2 separate regions of the Mus musculus genome follow, and region 1 is linked to region 2. Evidence: chromatin contacts called from public Hi-C data. All regions are on one chromosome and are shown on one strand. The core of a region is the stretch at or near the end of the contact, and the rest is flanking DNA. Distances in the headings are between cores, read along the strand shown. Region 1 holds the start of Traf3 (TNF receptor-associated factor 3). Region 2 holds the start of Atg2b (autophagy related 2B).

What was found. A called contact is a pair of places that touch in the nucleus more often than the background predicts.
Region 1: a contact with region 2 is called in a Hi-C map of muscle stem cells, with 10 times the contacts expected there. The contact joins the promoter of Traf3 here to the promoter of Atg2b in region 2. A contact is called at or near these places in 2 of 484 Hi-C or Micro-C datasets (CD4 T cells and muscle stem cells).

What each region holds. Positions count from the first base shown.
Region 1 is chr12:111,164,967-111,172,407 of GRCm38.p6, forward strand. It overlaps Traf3 (TNF receptor-associated factor 3), which reads left to right and starts at 1,404. Exons shown (of 12, transcript NM_011632.3): 1 at 1,404-1,636. All of the region lies in intron 2 of 4930595D18Rik (RIKEN cDNA 4930595D18 gene), which reads right to left.
Region 2 is chr12:105,680,632-105,687,375 of GRCm38.p6, forward strand. It overlaps Atg2b (autophagy related 2B), which reads right to left and starts at 4,610. Exons shown (of 42, transcript NM_029654.4): 1 at 4,038-4,610. The coding sequence starts at 4,199. It overlaps Gskip (GSK3B interacting protein), which reads left to right and starts at 4,721. Exons shown (of 3, transcript NM_178613.3): 1 at 4,721-4,827. The coding sequence starts at 4,814.

The DNA.
Region 1 (7,441 bases), core at 154-2,653, 5.5 Mb after region 2:
CTTTGTACCTTCTGCCTGGTGGCTTATTTGAAAAGAGTCCAAATAGTGCAGCCTAGAGAAGGAAGCCTTTCTGGATTTGGGCAGTTTTCCTTGTGCCGTGAAAGGCGTGTGAGAAAGGTGCCCTGGACAGGGCTGGGGTCGAACAGTAGAGGTCTGAGAACACGGTTAAAGAAGGCAGGGGCACTCTGAGCATTCCGGGCCATTAAAGACACCCACGAGGGGAAAGGGGCTAATAGTGAGCTCCAGGGTCCTCATAGATGGGACTGTCGTTCTAGCACTGTTGCCTTGGGGAACCCTGGATCTGACCTGACTCTGAACTCAGAACTGTGGCCTGTGGCCCAGATGAGGGCGCCACTGGCCTAGCTGAGCCTGGCTAGCAAGGCCTATGTGGGCTCTCGAACAGGCACCTGTTGGGCTACTGCATTCAGAGATGTCCTGTCAGACTATCCAGGCTTCTAGAACATTCCATGAGGTAAGCTGGACAGAAGATGCTGGACTTCCTGCGCAGCCTGGTCACACTGGTCTCCGTTCCAGCCTAGGATCCGACAAACTTTATTGAGAAGGGATGTGTGAGCTTCCAGATGACTTGGAAACAATCATGGCCTCTTTGCTCAAGTGTCTGAACTTTGTAAGGATAGACCCCCATTTGCTCCCATCTTGCCATGGCAGTAGGGACATCTGGTGGGGCCCTGTGACCATGAGACAGCAAGATGAAGCTGCTGGAGAAATGGGTGTCCCTGGCTTAGAGAAGTACCCAGGACAAATTGGCCACCCTGTCCACACAGGGCAGATCCACTTCGGGTGGGTATGTAGGGAGCCGAGGAGGACTCTGCTAAACCCCTAGAGCTGGGTCAGATGGTACCAGACCCGCCTGTGAGCATACGAGGGGCATGTGTGAGGGTGGCATGGCTGTGTGCTAATGTGGACTGTGAGACCTGCCCGCCTGCCTGTGAACTCTGTCGGTGAAGATGTGTGTTCTTGGACAGGAGACACTAGGAACGAACTCTGCACGCGTGTCAATGGGCGCCCGCGAGTGAGTGTCTTCTACAGGTGCAAGGACCTGAGTGCCCGAGTAGGCGAGACTGTTGGGCCGCCCGTCGAGGTGGCAAGGCGAGGAACCTTCCTTGCTTCCCCTCCGCTCGACTGGCTTTTTGACCCGGAAAGACCGGGACGCGGGCGGGGCGCGAGGGCGCGCGCGCGCGCGCGGAGGGGCCAGGGCCCTGAGGGCCTGGGGCGCGCGCCGCCGTTGCTAAGGCCGGCGGCGAGCGCGGGGCCGAGGGTCCCTAGCAACGGGCGCGGGCGCGCGCCAGCCGAAGGGGATGAGGGGGGGGGCGGGGAGGCGCGCGCGGGCGGCGGGGGCGGGCGCGCTGGGGCGCGCGCCCAGGCGGCCCGCGGGGATTTCCAGCGCGCGAGAGGAAGTGCCAGCGCGAGGGTGCGTGAGGCGGCGCGGCCGGCGGCCGCCGCGTGCGCGAGCCGGGTTGCAGCCCAGCAGGGACTTTCCAGCCGGCGGCGGCGGCGGCGGCCGCCGGCCCTTCCCCGCCCCCCGACATGGGGCTGCCCGGGGAGCTGGACGCTGCAGAAGGCGGCGGAGGATGCGCGCGGCGCCCCTGAGCCGGCCGAACGGGCGGGCCTCGGGGTAAGGTCGCGGGCCGGGGGCGGCGGGCGGCGGGGCGGCGGGCGGCTCCATCCCGGCGGCGGCCCCGGGCCCGGCGGGTCCTTCGCTGCCAGGCCCGGCCGCCTCACCGTCTGCGGTGCGGCCCGCCCGCCGCCCCAACTTTGGAAACTTTGTGTGTGCGGCCAGCTCCGGGCCCGAGGCGCCGGCGCTCCGGGCAGACGGGGCAGGCAGGCCTCGAGCCCTGGGTGCCCGCCCCGAGGGGTGCCGAGCCGTCAGCATCTCCGAGGCCCGGGGCTTTGGCGCGGTGCGGAGCGGCGGAGACAGGGTGCCCGCATAGATGAGCGTGCTCGCCCTGGCTGGTGGAGGTGGGTTTTTGAGCCATTATTTAAAAGTTTATACTGAGTCATTGCTCTGCAGATGAATGACTGATTCATAGTCGGAGAGCTGCAGAGAGGCTGGAAGGCAGGCGGTTCTGGGATCCAGCTGGGGCCGAATGCACACCTTCCACCTTCGATTAACACCAAAGGTCAGAGTGGGCTCCCCACGGGCGAGCCATTAAAACGATCCTTGCCGCGGGGCTTGCAGGTTTTGGAGGCGCCAGGCTATGGCTCATGTACGTTTCGCCACGTTTCTACACTGTCATCACCACCGGTTGGGGACCCGGGTATCAGGATTAGACCTTTAGAGAGAATTCTGCGTGGACAATTCTTTACCTTTAATTTAAAACGGCAACAACATGCAAATGGGTGAAGTGTTGTGGACGTGCTCTGAAATCGAAGAAGCATTCAGATTAATGATCGGTTGAAGGAACTGATTTTATTTTCACGGCTTTTGTACTGAGCTTTGACTCAGTTTTGAGAATGAAATAGAAGGGTGTGTGTGTGTGTTACGTACACACATTTGTAAGTATGCTCTTTTTTTGTGGAGTCTTAAAGGGTTTATCGAGTGTTGTATTGTCATCTTAATTTACATTCACAGCATACAACTGAAGAGGAGCCATAATTTTTTTTTTTTTGGTAGCATTTCTGTGACTAGATACACAAGTGAAATCTTTAGAAATGCTGTTTTGTATTGTGTGTAAAATGCTTATATGTAGAAATTGTTCAGGGGAACCCTCAGTCAGCTCTTAAAACCTTCTGGTGTTTTTCAGATCTTGGAAAATGGCCTGTTGAAAATACTGCATCATTGTAGGGTGTTTAGCAAAATAGTGTACAGCCATCCTTTACTTAAAGGAGAGGAAATGTTTCCCTTTTCGCCATATTGTGACATCTTATATATTAAGAACTAGTCTGAAGGTGAAAATTCTTTGGCCAGAGCAAATTGAAAACTGGGAAATTTATCACAGGAGTCAGAAAACCCTGTGTGTAGGGTCTGGTGATACATCCTGGCAGACCTTGGGGTCCAGCCTCACTGTTTGAAATCAGACCTTATCAGGGACAAGGTTTAAGATGTAAGGTGTCTCACCCAGACACCATCTGTTCCAGCTGTCACAATGCAGAAGTCGGGGAATCAAAAATCTGGCCAGGGAGAATTCCAGCATTTTTTAAACAAGACATTCATGTGAATTTTTCTGTGAGGGAAAAGAAAACCAATTTTTTTTTTTTTGGATGCTATCCATTCTTTTTGGAATTAATAAGATGGCCTCAGTGAGGAGGCTGCAGAGACATTCCGTTGGAAACAGGCAGTAGCAGCAGTCTGTTTCTGCTGCTCTTGCTGGTGCTTTGAAGAAAGTCCTTCATTTACCTGGGATCTAGGAACGGATGCTTGCTCTCCCTGTGTCTGAGATTTCTCTCTAAACACTTTTGCTAGGATCCCTTAGAATCAGTGTGAATGAGGAAGGACTTTCTGGGGTATTGTCAGGATACATATGCTAATGAGCCCAAGGCTGAGCATGATTTATCATTCCCTTAAAATCCTTCTTTATTATGCTGAAACTACCTCAGGAGAGATGAAACTGTCACTGTGGTGTTGCAAGCCTGAGCTAGCTCAAACACACAAAGGAAATTGCATTAAATTTGCCCATCTTTGTTTTTTCATCTTGTATAGTAAGACTCTCCAGACAGCAAATGAGCTAACCTATCAAATATTATGCAATAGCTTAATTTCTTCTCAATAGTCAATTTCAGAATTGTTAGCAGAGAAGTCTCATAACCCAAGGCCATAGTCTGATTTTGTGGAATCAGAACCCCTATCTGCATCTTTGCAAGTATTTTCAGAAGAAAAACTAGTTGTTTTTGGTTGATATTTGTGTGTGTATATATATATATATATATATATATATATATATATATATGTATATATATGTGTGTATATATATAATGTATATATATGTGTATATATATTATATATATATGTATATATATATATTATATATATATATATGTATATATTACATTTCAGACAGAGAGGGGGGCTGAGAAGAGAGCTGAAGTGAGGAAGGTGAGGCTGAAGGATTTGGAAGGTGACCAGCGAGAGGCAGCCGAGGCCTTGAGAGTGAGACTGCTTAGGCTTGGAGCCAGAGCGAGGGCAGCCTAGAGGCCTGCAGACAAGAAGGGAGTAGAGAGGTAGCTGGGAACTGGTGCGGTCCCAGAGGAGCTGACAGAAAGAAAAAGAAAATTCTATTAAAAAAAAAAAAACTAAAGAAGGAACATTAAATATATTTGTATAATTTCTATGATACTTAGTTAATTAAAATGTCTGTTGATTTTGGAAGGCCTTTTTTGTTTTGCCTATTCCAGGAAAGATTTGGGATGACAGGCCAATCTAGGAAGAAGTAGGTGAGGTTTCTATCAAATATAGACCCTTTGTTTGGTGAGACTTCTTGGTGCTTACAGACTTGGGGTCACCTGTCAGGGAGCGGGATGTGAGTACTGCAAGTGACTGTTGGCTTCTGGCCCCTCCAGGAGTCAGGCTGGCATCTTGCTGCATTCAGACAAGCACATTATATTAACTGTGACTTGGGAGTCTTGCTCATTTAATTAATGTTCAATTAACGTGCCCTGAGTTCCCATAATCTAGTTACACTACACTAGCATGAGTTAGTCACAGCACCTGCTTTTGATCTGTAGAAATCTGGGGCGTCTGGGCCCCGGTGGACAGTGAAGGGCAATGCCAGAGCTCGCTTAAGATTTGCCTGAGACCCCAGCACAGGAACTTCCCGCAGGAAGAGTGAAGAAAAAATCAAGCCACTGTCCCACCCTCAGAGAGTTGATTCTCTATCAGGAAAACCAAGGAAAGTTGTCCACTTTTGTAGGGGGAAATGAGTTAGTGGGTTGTGTATAGAAGTCTGCAAATGTGTGTGTGTGTGTGTGTGTTACTGTAAGGGGAAAGTTCCTGGCTGCCCAGACTAGTCAGAGATATGTTTGGGAAAGGCACCCCAGTTGGCTTCAGCCTTAGGAAATCTGGCCCTACTTGTAAGGGGCCTGCGAATGGCAGTAGAGGACCTCTACCATATGAGATGAGACCTGTGAGTTTGCTGCCCTGTTCCTCCCTGCTGGTCTATATGATGCTGGTAGTCAGTTTTTCAGTCTGTGATATCCTGTGCTGCCCTTCTGCTCTTGCAGGCTCCCGTGTGATTTGGAGCCGAGTGGTCTGGCTGCCTCTGACTGAAGGGCATGGTTTATGGAAGGGATACACAGTGACACCAGACAGAGCCGTCGCACGGTGCTGTGCCTACTGTTTCGCTTTGTATGTCCATAGTTTTCAACCTTTCTGATGCTGTGGCGGTTAAATCAGTTTCTCATGTTGTGGTGACCCCAACCATAACATCTCATTGCTACTTTATAATTGTCATCTTGCTACTGTTATGTATTATAATGTAACTATATGATATGCAGAATATCTAACATGGCACTCCCAAAGGGGCCATGAGCCACAGGTTGAGAACCACGGTTGTAGGTAGGAAATCTGAAAAGGCCGTGGTGGTGGTGGTGGAGACAGAACACATCTCTCCACATCTACACTCTGCTCCTTACTGATGGGCTGAAACATTTTCATTCTCAAGAAATGAAATGCCGGACCCTGTGTCTCATCTTTAAAAATTATTTATTATTATTATTATCGTATGTGTACAGTGTGTGTGTACAGTGGGTTCGTGCCACTTTGGGCATGTAGTGGTCAGAGGACAACTTTGTGGAGTCAGTTTTCAAAGTCACATGGGTTCTGCTGGTAGAGTTCAGGCAGGTAGCCTAACATCTTGGGAGGCAAGTGTCTTTATTCCATGAGCTGTCTCTCAGTCCCCAATGTTTCATTGTATGATTTCATTTTTAAAAGAAAATTTGCTTCCTGTTGATTTGAACCATTTGAAAATTAAATAGAGGGTAGTGAAATGGCTCAGTAGGCAAGGGGGCTTGCCACCAAGCCTGATGATCTGAGCTTGGTGGAAGGAGGGAGGCAGAGTTTGCAGATTGCCCGCTGACCTCCACAAACAACGTAAAGGGAAACAATGAAATGGAGCTATTTGGTAACTTTTCATGAGGCCATTTTCCTGAGAAAAGTATCAGGAACTGCTATTTTTTTTTAAGATTTATTTATTTATATGAATACACTATTGCTGGTGTGTCTGACACACCAGAAGAGGGCATCAGATCCCATCACAGATGGTTGTGAGCCACCATGTGTTTGCTGGGAATTGAACTCAGGACCTCTGGAAGAGCAGTCAGTGCTCTTAACCACTGAGCCATCTCTCCAGCCCAGGAACTGCTGTTCTAATATCCTAATTTCTTTTCCAGTTCAAACACTGATTATACATCCAGACCACTAGGGCCATATGAATGAGAAGCCTGGTATCATGTAAGCAGTGAGAAAGGTTAAGCTGAAAAACCAAGTGGAATGATACAGCCTTTCAGACAGTAGGAAGCAGCGTTCCAGGGAAAAAGTAGCTCTAGGGGTCACGAAGACTTTTGTTTGTTTTTGAGACAGGCTCTCGGGCTGCCCTGGCTGTTCTGGAACTCTGTAGACCAGGCTGGTGTCAAACTCACTGAGATCCACCTGCCTCTGCCTCTGCCTCCGCCTCCCGAGTGCTGGGATTAAAGGCGTGCGCCACCACTGCCAGGCTAAGTCATAATAGTTTTGAAGAGGCTTTCCAAGGTGGACATATGAACTCTGTCAGGCTAGTGTGCATTTGGAGGTCTGCATGCACAGGAGGTAGGTAGGTGTGTGCCACGCAGAGCTCCTTTCACAAGGGCCAGGCACATGGCAAGTGCTCGGTGAATGTGCTCAGATTCTCCAAGGTGGGAGGGAAGAGAAGACATGACAGGCCTCAGAGTTTCACTGGGCTTTGAGCCTGTGTTGTAGCTAAACCTAGTGCCTCCTTTGGTCATTTTCCTGGATGCTACTCCTCCTGCAGCTATGATACATTAGAGGGACTTACACACTGGGAAACGACTACTTTTTATTGTTCTTGTTTTGAAACAGGGGCTCTCTACTTACTTGCTGTGTAGACCAGGCTGGCTTCAAACTCTCAAGAGATCTACCTGTCTCTGTCTCTGCCTCCAGAATACTGGAATTAAAGGTGTGTACCACCAATCTGGTAGGGAAACTTTGCATCACTAACCTGGTAGGGAAACTTCTTCTATACAAACTTGTAACTTTCTAGGAAGAACAGGGAAATGAGTTCTCAGGAGCACTTTGCCCATTAATGCTTAGACATCCTAACTTTACACTGGAAATTAAATTCTGTGCTTTTTGGATTAATAGTGTCTGTTGTAGCCTTATTATGGGGTAAATTAAGTGTATGGGTTTCAGGAGGCTTTTCTGTAGGACTCTACTGCCATAGGGTGGGCAAGGCAAGCCCATGGAGTTTCATCTTACTGTGAAGATACTTTG
Region 2 (6,744 bases), core at 3,360-5,859:
TGAAACTTACTTCAGCAGACGTTACCTTTATAATAAACAGTGGAATCTTGGTAAAGTGACAGTGACTCTAGCTGCCTAGTTTCCTTAACGCTGGTATTTGTGAGTAGGGCTTAGACAAGCAGCTTCCACCTATGTAAAGCCCTAGTTCTAACTGTGACAACCATCTCTGTGCAGCTAGGGAAGTATGCTGCATGGCAGTTTCCAAAAACATACCACATACTTAATCTGACTTTTCAAGTAAGGAGAATACTTCCAAAGAGAGTATGATATTAAATAGCTGCTTTTCAAAGGACAGTTGTATCATCTTTTTAAACTATTTGGAAATATTTCTGTTGGCCCATGATTTTGTGGTTAAAACTATATCTATTGAAAACATAGACACCAGAAGCAGACTAAGTAGGATTTTGAGTTCAATACTGGGCTACCTTGCAAGATCCTATCCCAAAAACTAAAAGTAACAAAGAGTCTAGTCTGGAAAGTCATTAACTAGGAAGGTTTATAAACAAATATGTGAAATATTAGGCTCTCTGAACCTGCCTAAAAGTATTCCAGACAAAGAATTTGAAAGAATTGAGTTTAATTGTAGTTTCACGACTGCACACAAAAAGCACACCACCTTCAGATTAGTTAGCAAAATAACCAATTACATTAGCAGCCAATTCCAACCAATTCCTCTGCATAACTGCGAGTTAAGGAATGAGATGATGGTCTGAAGAAACGGCTCAGCAGTTAAATGACCTTGCTATTCTTGCAAAGGATTTGAGTTCAATTCCAGCAACCCAACAGTCCACAACAGGCAGCTCAACACCACCTCTAACTCCAGCCACAGGGCATCCGATGTCTTCTTCCAGCTTTCATAAATTCACACACACACACAAGATGTGAGAATTTTGTAATTGTCTCTTTAAAAAAAAAAACAAATATTATAAGAATATGCTTTCAATTTAATCCCGGATGAAGGATATGGGGCTGCTTCAGACTGTCCACAGCAGCTAACTATGATCTGCCTCATGCTCTGGCAGGTGTGATTTTGCCAGCTGCCGATACTTTCTGCAACAGTGTGACATTTGGAATGCTGGGAACTTTCTAGAGAGGATATAAAAGCTAGGTCCCTGAGAGGTGGAGTGGGTTGGTGTTGGTTGGTTGGTGTTGGTCTCACTTTGTTAAGTAGCCATGAGCAAAGAAGAAAAAGAAATTAGATATCCTCACAATGAAGATCAAACTTGCCCCAAGGAACTCAGCACCCCTAATCAGCAGGAAGTAGTCTCACAATAACATCTCCCCGTTTCTGATCCCTGACTTTATTCAGGGATCTCTTTCCTTTCCTCTCTATCCTTTTTTCTCTCTTATCTAGTGTTAGGGGGCTGAAAGGGTGGAAAAAAGAACTCACAAAATAATAAAATCAAGCTACAGAAGAATAATTTTTTAAAGAATTGAAATGTTAAAAATGTCATTCACTTAAGTCCCCTTTAGCTTGTAGGAATCTATAAGGGTGTAAGGGTCTTTTTTTTTTTTTCTTTCAGTCCTGAAAGTCATTAAAATCAAGTATCCAAAGTAACTGAGTTCTGAAGCTGACTGCACAGCGGCATCTGCTTTCCCCGCTCTGATTTGCCCCAGCCTTCGCTAAGCACAGTAAGGTAGAGCACCAAAGGCTTTTGGAAGCTTTGCTGTTATCACTTGGGCTGACAGCGAGCGCTCTTCAGGAAAACAAAACAACCTTCCAGTTAAGCCTATCCACAACTCATGTTACCAGGGGACTTGTAGTCAAGCCATGAACCTCAGATGGCCTCATTTCTAATTTCCTGTGTCTAAAAACCACACAAATGAAAAAGCCTGGAATAACACCTGAACTGGCTGGTTTTATGTGTCAACTGGACACAGGCTGGAGTTATCACAGAAATAGGAGTTTCAGTTAAGGAAATGCCTCCATGAGATCTAGCTATAAGGCATTTTCTCAATTAGTGATCGATCAAGGGTGAGAAGGGCCATTGTGGGTGGGACCATCCCTGGGCTGGTAGTCCTGGGTTCTATAAGAAAGCAAGCAGAACAAACCAGGGGAAGCAAGCTAGTAAGAAACATCCCTCCATGGCCTCTGCATCAGCTCCTACTTCCTGACCTGCTTGAGTTCCAGCCCTGACTTCCTTTGGTGATGAACAGCAACATGGAAGTGTAAGCTGAATAAACCCTTTCCTCCCCAACTGCTTCTTGGTCATGATGTTTAAGCAGGAATAGAAACCCTGACTTCTAGAAAACAGCTAATCAAACCGCTTGCTCAGGAGTCCCTGAGAGCTTTCTCAAGTGTGCTCTTATACTATGTTCCCTAAGAAAGCAAGTCTGCGCAGCACGCCTTTAATCCCAGCACTTGGGAGGCACAGGCCTGCGGATCTCTGAGTTCAAGGCCAGCCTGATCTACAGAGTGAGTTCCAGGACAGCCAGGGCTACACAGAGAAACCCTGTCTCAAAAACAAACAAACAAACAAAAACAAAAAACACAAAAGCAAGCAAGCCTGCACTTGGCGTCGAATTTGGATTCTTGCTGTAATACTTGTAACTGTGGCACAGGACAAAGTATTAAATGCCATTTATAAAACAAATAATAATGTCCACCTGCTAGTTTCGGTGTCTCTTCAAAGAGTACTGCACTGCACACCAAAGCATCCATCAACATTCCCACCCTCAAGACTCCTTAGTCAGCTTTCAGCAGTGACGAGACACCAAAAACATCTACCCTGAGGATGTCAGGTCCTCTTGATCTCTTCAGCCCCTGCCCATTTTCCAGCCTCGGAATAAGACAGTTTGGCCACAGAAAAGAAAAATGTAGCCCATTCAAACTGTACTGGAGAGGCTAAGGTGAGAGCTTTGTCATGAGTTCCAGGCTACCCTGGGCTACACGACAAGTGTCTGGGCAGCTAGGACTACATAATAAACCTGGCCAAAAAAAAAAAAAAAAAAAAAAAAAAATCCCGTTTGCTGATAGGAAAGAACAGCAGCTCTCCCGAGGCATGGACTCTACTGTCCTTTTATGATAACTGAACTTGGGTTAACTACTATACCTGTCTTTCGGCAGACTGTGAAAGCCTAGGACTATTTTGGTATAAGGCAGGTCTTTCTGTTACTCAAACTAGAGCTGTCTAAACTAACTTGTGTGTGCTCTCTGGTTTAAGTCACCTAGTTTCGTTACAATTACCTTGTGTCATACCTCTTAATACAAGTTGTCAAGGAATTTCCATAATTTAAGCTTTTCGAAAAAAGAGTAGACTCGACAAACCCAAGGCCTTAAGTAAAATAGTAGGCATTTTAGCCCACTGATGCAAATACAACTGCTTCTGGCGAACTGAATATACTCAAAGTTCAGGTGAAGTCAACTCACAGCCTCTAGGAGGAAACAGGTTCTTTAAAAAAAGGCTGACGCTGCGGCTTCGGCTCCCGAGCTTTTGCAACATTTGCGTTTACGACCTGTCGATCTATCACGTGAAGCAAAAGGGCAAATCTAAACAGCACTACTGGGGCCATTCACAACCTCACGCAAGCAGAGCAGGCAAACTGGCAAGAGGGGCCTTCGCCTAACTTTCTTTCAGTGAATGAAGACAACCAACCCAGCAAACGCAAATATACCAGCATCCAGACCAAAATAAATAACTGGGGATTTCTGTCACCTCCTCTTCATCTTTAATTTTTCTTAACGTCATCCACAGAAATAGGGTTTGTTTGCCTAGGAACACCGCAGACACTCGCAGCCCAAGAGGCAAGGGTGGCCACGTACTTTCCTGGGCCTGCCTCACAAGCGCCCCCCCCCCCCCCCAACCAATGACTCGATTGTTTCGCCCCGTGTGTGCCTCCATTACACCGTTTAAGCCGGAGCACGTGATCTAGGAGCGCAAACTTGCTACACTTTACACACTTCCCTGAGCCGGGCCACACTTGAATCTAAACAATTCCCAAAGGAGAACCGAACGTGCCCGATGCTGGATGACAGTCGCTCAGGTCTCGCCCTGGGGAGAGCCAGTTCCTACCCCTGCTGGCTGACAGCAGCTTACCCATTTGTCCAAGGGGACCTGGGCAAGGGACCCGGTGCCCTGGTACAGATCCAGGCTCAGCTGCTCCAGGCTCAGCTTCTCCTGCAGGAAGTGGCCCAGGTACCTCTGTAGGAGGTAGCGACAGGCCCTCTTCTTGATGGATTCTGAAAATGGCCAAGGCATGGTGAGGGCTGGCGGCTCGAGGGAGCCGGGGCTGCACGCGGCGGCGACTCGGGGGATCCGACCTGGGCTCCAGGCAGCGGCAGCGCCTCAGGGTCGGCCCGGCGGCGTCCCCAAGCCGCGGTGGGGATCTAGGTTCGCGGTGGCCGCTGCATGTCGGTTCGGCGCCGCCGTCCCTCAGGGCAACCCCATGGCCCGCGTCGCGACGCTCGCACTAGGCCCGGCGGGGACTGGGCGCTGAGCAGAACCGGGCGCCCCAAGCCGGGAGCTTCCGAAGCGCTCCGTCGGTAGGGAGACAGAGGGACAGACAGAGAGGGCTGGCGGCTGAGGCGAGACAAGACTCCGACGCGGCGCGACTAATTTGTTGTCATCTACTGGGCGCGCTCCCGCCTGAGACACGCTCCTGGCGCGTTCGCGAGACCCAGACTCCCGGCACGTACTCGAGCAACGGGCACAAGCGGAAGTGACGCCATATTGCGGGGCTGGAAAGGCAGGAAAAAAAGAGTCCGGGCCGGAGCATTTCCGGTGGTGAATGGGCGGGGCAACTGCGGGGGCGGGGGTGGTGCCGGCGCCGCGATCCTGGCCCCAGCAGTCTCCGGACGAGGAAGGATAAGAACATGGGCGCTCGCAGGTGAGTGGGCGGGCTGGCTGCGGCCCGTGGAGCCTCACCTTGCAGTCGCGGCCGGGTGGTGGGCGCCGGCGGACGCCCGGACTAGGGCTGACGGAGGTCTGGGGGCGGGTCCGGCCTGGGCTGTCCTGCGGGAAGTGATGCGGGGATGCAGGGCGAGGACTGGAGACCCGGCGTTTCTGTCCGGGTTCTGACCGATGCCTATTGTCATCAGGTTGCCCCCCCCCCCACCCCCTTGCCGGCTTTGTTTGCAAAGCATCTAGTAGTTTGCCGTTTGCAGAGCGCCACGCCGACGACCAGGAAACTTGGGATCGGGGCGATTGCGGGCAGTACGGTTTCCTCTGTTAAATCCTGGCGCTTCCCGACCCGCTGAGGGGCTGCTGCCTCCTGGAAGACTTTGTGCTCTCCGCAGGCTCTGCGCAGCCCGATTTTTATCTTTTAGGGAGACAGTCTGTGAAGAGGCGCAGCTGGCTCCTTAGGAGGGCAGCCCCTAAAGGCCCGGAAGTCTGCTGTCCTGGGTTAGATTCCTGACACTTGACACTGGGCCACCTTGAACCTATGCTACCCTCTCTGAGCCTACATTGCCACCTCAGCCAGGTGTGAGCAGATTAATATCATAAACTCGAAAATTGAGGCAAATGAAATGACGTGTGCCGGGAAGGAACCTAAACCGAGTCCTGGATTGAGGAGACCGAATTAAGGAATTCTGGCCCGTGAATGGGGCATCCTCAAAATGGGTTCTTTTGGTTTAGTTGGATTGGGTTTTGAGACAGTCTCTCACTGGGTAGGTAGTTGAGGTTGACTTTGAACTTATGTGGCCCAGACTGCCCTAGAAATTAGGGTCTCCCAAATGCTGAAATGTCAGGCTTGCACCACCACACACCATTCGGAGTCTTTATGTGCTTTGTAAGAAAGGGCCTCTTATTTTTAAAAGATGATATTTTAGTTGGAGACTTGGAGGTAGAAAGATACATGAACGTCTGAGTTATTTTTCAGATAAGAACACCACCTGCAAGGCTTACCACATGCGTAATGCTTGGTAAGTACCAGGAATTTGAGGAGGGAAGACAGGAAGGAGTGTAGCCATCGCAAGGAATGATGGAACTTTTGCTCTGGGTGAAATAAAAAGAAATGCTACATAATCTGGCCTAAGACTGCTAACTACAGTGTTGCTAATAGTGGAATGTTGGGCTTAGAAGACCAAAGGTGAAAACAGCCAGGGCAGTGCTGAAGGACAGAGCAGTAATCCAAATTCTGTGGTTTGGCCTGGAGGAAAGCCCTGAAGACTAGAACCGGTTGGGTCTAGGCATATTTTGACACTAATAAGACATGCTTACCCGGCATCAGGTACACAGTTTTATCCCAGCACTAGAGAAACAGATGCAGATGGCTCTCTCCTTAAGTTGAAGGCCAGCCTGGTCTACATGGGGAGACCCTGGCTCAAAGAGACTCTGAACCTTACAAGTAAATAATGACAGTACTCTCTGTACTATAAACAGAGCTGGGTGGGAAGTCCCAGCAGGACCTTGTGTATCAGGCTTTAGGAGGTTTGAACTGGACTTTAGGCTCTGTTTGGTGACTGCTTGATATGGTTTCCTGAACACAGTATAAAATAGCACAAGCTGTCCAGAGGATGCCTGCATCTCCAGATACCGAAGGAAGAAAGTGAGACTCCCACAAAGCAAGCGTACTGCACCAAAAGTGTTAAGGGTGTTGCCTTGAACACTTATACTTTCTAGGAGAAATTTAGCATAGTTAAGAGTTGAGAACTGTCATCACACCTTTAGCGGAAGTGGGATTCAAACTCCCAAGTCACAGGGCTCTTTTAATGTTTATAAAAGGCGGGTTCCTAATGCAGAATGCTGGCACCTTAGCATTAATTGAATAAGATGAAGATAATTACCCAACCAAGTACAGTCA